Linked DNA regions of Zea mays: region 2 is linked to region 1. A link is a contact called in public Hi-C data. All regions are on one chromosome and are shown on one strand. Each heading gives the region's core, a stretch centred on a gene start, on an enhancer-like site or on the middle of the called end of the contact. The rest is flanking DNA. Distances are from core to core; before and after follow the strand shown.

What was found. Hi-C and Micro-C count contacts between places; a contact is called where the count stands out from the background.
Region 2: a Hi-C map of ear shows a contact between it and region 1, with 2.7 times the contacts expected there. The contact joins the promoter of LOC103629111 here to the promoter of LOC100281578 in region 1. A contact is called at or near these places in 2 of 25 Hi-C or Micro-C datasets (ear and tassel).

What each region holds. Positions count from the first base shown.
Region 1 is chr6:26,742,130-26,745,475 of Zm-B73-REFERENCE-NAM-5.0, forward strand. LOC100281578 (chloroplast outer envelope protein 86) reads left to right here and starts at 1,860. Exons shown (of 3, transcript NM_001368322.1): 1 at 1,860-1,942; 2 at 2,119-2,243; 3 at 2,957-3,346. The coding sequence starts at 2,126.
Region 2 is chr6:27,482,068-27,485,626 of Zm-B73-REFERENCE-NAM-5.0, forward strand. It overlaps LOC103629111 (probable protein phosphatase 2C 77), which reads right to left and starts at 1,311. Exons shown (of 3, transcript XM_020540200.3): 1 at 571-1,311. The coding sequence starts at 1,095.

The DNA of each region.
Region 1 (3,346 bases), core at 610-3,109:
AGCAAAATGGCCACGCGGACGGTCCAGCCCCGAGGCCGGACGATCCGCAGTTTGGATAGTCCGCACTGGTGGCGCGGACGGTCCGTGTGCGTAGGATCAGTTAGGGTTCCGAGTTTCTTGCGGGGTTTGTTACCTAAAACCGCGAATTTAGCTCGGGATACGGATTGTAACGAATCCAGACCTCCCCTCTCTCTCTATATATATATATGTGGAGGACTACGACCGATTAAACATGAACAATGGAATCAATAATCAGTTTACATCTCGTTTTTACATTAGGCATTAGGAGTAGTTCTAGTTTAGCCCTAGATTAGCCTTTCCCTACCCCAAATTATCTGCTTCTCTTTAGCTCTACGTCGATTAGAGGTGTTTAGGATGGCCAGCCGACCCTAGATAAGCCTAGGATCTCTCCTCCCCGACGGGGTCCCTCCCGGGAGTGAGATCCAGGCGTTGCCGGTGAACTCCGTCACCACTACGCACGAGCGGACCGTCCGGCCTCCAGGCGCGGACCGTCCAGCCCGTCAGGCAGGGAACCGAGCCCTGCGCCAGGTCGCAGACCGTTCGGCCCCTGGCCGCGGACCGTCCGCGCCTCCGCAGAGAGCACCGCCGCCGGTTCTCAACGCAGTGATTGGCGCCTAGATCGGCACCAACAATACCCATGCCTTGGCTATTTATGTTCGGCCAGTTATTAAGAAATGAAACCGTACACAGGTTTCAAAATGGTACCTGATCTAGGCAGCCTACTGTTGACACAAGGCACCCATGGGTCCCCAGAATTTCGGTAATGTGATGTCATTAGCTGCATATGGAAAACGATAATTTGTTAATGTTAAAAGCAAAATCATTTGATAAATGATCAAAGGTTGGTTCCCACAACGGACAAAAGTAGGCAATGCAATAAGGTAATTTGCATGTGAACACATTGCGAGGGAAGTCATAAGGCCTAAATTTTTTATTTAAAAATAAAATAAATAGCAGAAGTTTACTGACTAACTTCCAGGTGATTTTATTCAAAGCCTGCTTATTTGGAACAAAAAGAAGCTTAAACTACAAGCATTAGATTCCTTGTTTGACAAAGTATACAACTATGAGACAGTTTGCTACTTAAGAGTAAATTGATCTCTTGAGCATTGGAGAAGTACTGATTGTTAAATAAGATATATGAGAATGGCCGGCTAGAGGCGCTCGAACACAAGGTGGTTGCGGTACACCAACCCAGGCTAAGCGTGAGGGGGCACGTCCGCGGGGCTGGGGAGGGAGCGGGGACGGACGGAGGAGGCCACCGTCACTGCCAGGCACGGGCCTCCCGTCACCGCCTCGCCCACGGAGTCAGCGGATAGCCTCTTGTCAAGCAAGAACATGAGCAGCCCCCCCCCCCGGCGTAGGCGAGTGCGAGGAGTAGGGCGGCGACCGCGACGCGCCTCCGCGCCCAGGCTTCCTTGTAGTGAGTGGCGGCGGCGGATTGCTGCGCGGCTGCCGGTCCTCGTCGATGCGCGTGCGTTGGGGGGGGAGGAGGGAGCGAAGGATAGGGGTGCAGGAGCGAGAAAATCATAAAAAGCGATGAGGTGAGCGGCGAGGGCCGACAGGGAGACGGGGGAGGACGACAGGCAGGCGCGAGAGGTAGGTTGCGACAGGGGTATCGTAAGGTGGACCTAGCATGGTATCCCTATGGACGTCCTTGTTAAGCTCTTATAGAGTAGTAATTGACTCTTATAGAGTAGTAATAGACATAGATAATAGACAATAGATTTTAATTATACTAAAAGAGAGGAGCCAATAGCAATAAACTTTTATGGAGGAGCCAAACTGTAATAGCAATAAACTCGCTCGGTTGAGCCAGCCACGCAAAAAAGGGGATAAACGAATAGACCCACCGCATCTCAACATCCTCTCCTCGTCTTCTCCCAACGCCGCCGCAGCGTTCTTGTCGGGCTCCGGTCAGGTACGTCGAGCTCGGGCCAGTTGCGATGTCCCTGCTTGGTTTTATTATACGGGAGATTCGGCAGTCCGCTACGAGGTGAAGTGGGAGAACGGGGAGGAGGGTGAAAGATTGGGGTTTCCTCGCTCTTTAACTTGGGGCAGATTTGTTCTCTGATTTTCTTCTACCCCCCTCTGCAGGTGAAGTATGCTGATGAACTTCAGGGACTGGATCTCGTACCGGCTCGGTTCCTCGCTGCTGTCCGCCAGGCCGTTCGCGCTTTCCCCCGGTGCTGATGACGGCGCCTCCGAGGGTGATGCTCATGGTGCGCTCCCTTTCCCTGGTGATTGTTGTTTTCAACAACGGCGTTCCCCATGGTTATAGACTTGGAATTTTTGTTTCTCTGAAATGTCATCTTGTAGTCTAGTCTGCTGTTGCTGAAAATAGTCTTGATGTTGTTAGGCTTAAAACCTAGCCCTCAGTTATATGATATGGAACCGGATAAATTGACCAGATGGCCTATTGCATGTCATTCTTATTCGCCATTCCCATCACACGGGCCTAATTACTGGGGCTTGCAGGAGAGGCTAGTGTGCTTGCGATGGGACTGAGGGTTTTTGCCTTTCCGGGTTGGTCTGGCAATGTGCTTGGCTTAATCTTTTGGCTATTCATATTAGGTTTTTAGCATGTTTTAGGATTTTTTGTAGGGATAGGGCTTTTACTATTATATTGGGAATTTAGCATGTCATACTAATCATTACGTCTAACGGACAAAGCGAACACATTGGTTTTTCAGCTTCCATCGTTGTATGTGTTACTGCAACCCCATGATGTGCTCTTAACCAAAAAAAAATTATTGCTTCTTTTTTTCTGTCAGCTACATCCTGATGTGTCCTATACTGTCCTCAAGGACCCTCTTGCTAATTATCATTTTTAATTTCATCACATGTGGGCATATTTTAAATTCTATGATACATTTTTTATCCTCCTGTTCTTAATAATTTTAATGTGGCTTGCTTAATGAATGTTATAATTCAGGTACAGCACACAATGACTTTGTAGATACTGTTACTGCCAATACATTTTCTTCTAATGATATGCGGGCGTCAGAGGTCACAGCCAACTCTGGTAGTGGTGCAATTTATTCTGGTATTGTTCAACAAGATGATGATAATAAGAAGTCAGATCCACTGATGAAAGTCGAGGCGCTTCAAATCAAGTTTCTGCGGTTAGTATACAGGACTGGAGTGTCTCCCAGTGCTGATGTAGTTGCACAGGTTCTGTACAGATTGCAGCTTGCAAATTTGATTAAAGCCAGTGAATCAGATGCAAGGAGAACAAACCTAGCTATCAACAAAGCTAGGGTTATAGCAGCACAGCAGGAAGCACCGGGTGGGCCTGATCTGGATGTCTCAATGCAAATCCTTC
Region 2 (3,559 bases), core at 61-2,560, 740 kb after region 1:
AGCACACTTAACTTGGAGGTTTTTTCGAAATAGGCTTCCGAAAAAGAAGATGCATCTTGTTGGTATGAATATTTTTTAAATTTTATTAAGCCTTGGATCAGGACATCACCATCCCAGGGGCCAGGATATCACAGTTGGTTTCTTCAGTTTTAATTATTGATGAATTATTCTTAAATGGATCATGGTATACATTGTAACTATTAAACTAGAGTGTGTATATTTCACACAAGTCATACATATGTAGACTAGTATGCACTTATTTGAGTGTTTTTATATTTTTCAATCCCAAAAATTAATATGAGGTCAAACTACCGTATCAGTATCATTGATTGATTGAATTTATAGTTTTTACAAGATCGATGATCACGAAATTAATAAGCACTAGCCATGGAAATTTATCCAGAAAATGTAGATTTCTTCCACACCGTGTCGTTGTTCGTCAGATATATTCTTGTATGATTTTCATTTGGAAAAGAAACTAGACCATTCAGAACACCTAGGCAGGTTAGATGTTAGAACACCTAGGCAGGTTAGTTGATCGAGCTAGCTGATAAAATGCGCGTACCGTACCAATTGGGAGGCTCCGTGATCAGTGATGACAACCCCATAGCCATCCTCCATGGCGTGCCTGACCCCTCTCCTGCTCGCCAGGCAGAAGCCCTCGCCCTGCACTTCCAGTTCGGTGGCCAACTCTGCCTCCACCGCGCCGAACGGGTCGACCCCGGGAGCGCAGGGCAAGGGCGGCGGTATGGCAAGTCTGGTCGGCCTTCCCCTCGCCGCCTTGGCCGTCTTCGTCTCCGCAACTCTCTCGGCAGGCTGCTGATGCTTGAGCGCCGGGACAACGACGACGACCGCTGGCTGCGCCGACGACGACAGCGCTGTCAGCTGGTCCTTGGGGTCGTCGAGAGCCATCAGCGGGCCCGCCGGGTGCACCTTCATGTAGGGCGCCGCCCTCGCCGGCTGCTGCCATGTTGGCGCGGGGATCGCTGAGGTCGACGTCGGGGAGCAGAGGGGCATGAGGAGGAGGATGCTGCGGATGAGCGCGTGCGCGAGGCGGGCGACGGCAGAGCACAGGAACCTGGCGCCGTGGAGCATCGCTCCGATCCGGCGGCAGGATAAACGGAGACCGTACGTCGGCTGGAGGACCCGAACCCGATGCGCTTCTTCTTGGATTAGGTGTGCTACTATTCCTGCGGGGGGCGGTTGAAAGAAGCTGGCGGAGGTACGTAGCGTAGTGGCTTTGGTTGGACGGGGTTTGGTTACGTAGTACGTTTATATATAGGTAGTAGGCGGGAAGGAAAGGATCCGAGACCGAGAGAAGGGGTCATCAGGTTGACCGGTCAAATTTTACAGTTTTTTTTTATATCCAAGGATTGAATCGAGCGGCGAGCGCGGGCGCGAGCAGGTGCAATCAATTTTGTTTGTGTGTGACTGTGTGTGAAGCGTTTCTATTAGGTTCATCTTTCTCCGGTGCTCCATAGGATACAACGAACAAAATCATTTTAAAAAAATAGGTTAGCTGGTTTTAGTTTTTTCGGGTACCGGAAACCGTGTACCTGAAGTAGGCTGATGACCTTTTAACGGCTCACTTATCGTCCAAGCCTCAACCGAGCAACTCAGCGAGGCGGAGCGTCTGACCAAACCTTCGCCGAGCAACTCAGCAAGGTGGAGCACCTAACCCGACCTCTGTCGAGCAACCCAGTGACACGAAGTACCCACGCGACCGATCAGATACCCGCGCGAGGCGGAACGACTGACCAACTCCTGACAGAGCAAGCAACTCGGTGAGGCGGATGACCTAATCTAGTACTACTGATCCACATCAGCTACGACAAGACGCGTCATCCCTAGGCCATGTCCAAACATACATGCGACACACTGAAGGTGTGTCGAGAGGTCCCTGTCGACATGACTTGACGCCCCCGCGTACGGTCTCAAATGTATCCCCCCACCACATTGTGGGGCCAGTCAACCCCGGTCATAGGGGACCTTAGTACCGAAGTCTCTACATTGACCCGCATACCGGAAAAGGACGTCACGATACGCCATACTGGGTGTATGTCTACGCACGACGGAAGATGATACAGGGCTCATGACGACTGAAGAAGCCACGCTTCGCACGGCGCTCCATAAGACTGGTCCGTGGGACCCGCCGCGCACCACTATGAAGACATTAGCAACAGACTCGCTACAGGGATCCGTATGGCAGACGGGCACGGTGGTACGCCATACTGGGAGCACGGCTACGCACGACACCACATACGACGTAAGGGACATTACATCAACCCAGGGGGGAACAGATCGCCCCCATACCAATAGAGAACATGTCTCACCTGTAAGGTTGACCCTTGAACTATAAAAAGGTTCTCACACACATAGCAGTTGTGACACACTCTAAGGCAATACTACGATCAACACAACACTAGACTAGGGCGTAAGCCTGAACCAGTATAAACTCTTTGTCTCAAACCCTAGGATCGAGTCCCAACGATTCATCATTTGGAGTGAGTCCGCGCTAGCATCCCCCACCGAACACAGATATTATTGTCCCCTAGTTTCTGAAACCACGACAGTTGGTGTGTCAGGTAGGGGACCGTTAGAAAACCAAGTGACATCTTTCACTCCGATGGCTCAGTCTCCAACATTCGATGAGGTCCTAGGCCCGCTCATCCGCGGTGATGTAAATGTCGGCTTCCCTGAACAATTGTTCGAAGGTGGGCAGCGCCTTTTGAAGTATGGCCCGGACGAAGGCCGAGTCGTTGGATCCTCGATAGAAGTCTTCAATCACAGTCGTTGTCGGTGTTTCGGGTCCGACCGCGCACCCAGGGTTACCCCCCAAGGTGCTTTTAGGAATAGGACGGTGTTACCGACTGTAGCTCGATGGTTCGTGCTGGGCGCACGAGAAATAGTAGACGATGATGTACAGGTTCGGGCCGCTTTAAGATGCGTAACACCCTACGTCCTGGCTGGAATGCTTTATGCGATGGGTTACAAGGGAGTTCTCTAGTGCTGGAAAACGTAGAGAGGGGTGGATGGCTAAGTGATGAATGATGTCGATCGTCTTGAAGGGATGCCCCCTGGGCCTTATATACTTGACCGTGGGGCATTACATGTGGATATGATAACAACGTGTGCCAAAGTAATAGCGAACTAACTGAGTCTATCTTCCTATAGTTCAGCCGACTCATCCTCGCTCAGTTCCGATGTACGGGGCCCCTGCGCGGGAAGGTCGGGTCACTGTTGCGATCACTGCTCAAATTTGTTGGGCCGTCTAGGTTTGCGCCGACCCGGCCTTGTGCTAATCCGTTCCACTGGTCGTTCCTCCCAGGCCCACGAGGGGATGACCTTACGAATTATGGGGCCCTTGGGCCTTTCGTGAGGTCTTTTATCCTTCTAGTGGACCCGGGGGATATCTGTCCCCCACAAGCCCCCGATCTTTGGGATGATTTTGGAATAAACGACCCAAAGATCCTAGGTCCAGCTTGCAGTATTTGATTTTAACAGGGAATGCTTTGGAAATAAGTCTGTCGGGCCATTGCTTCTGAATTCTGTGTGATCC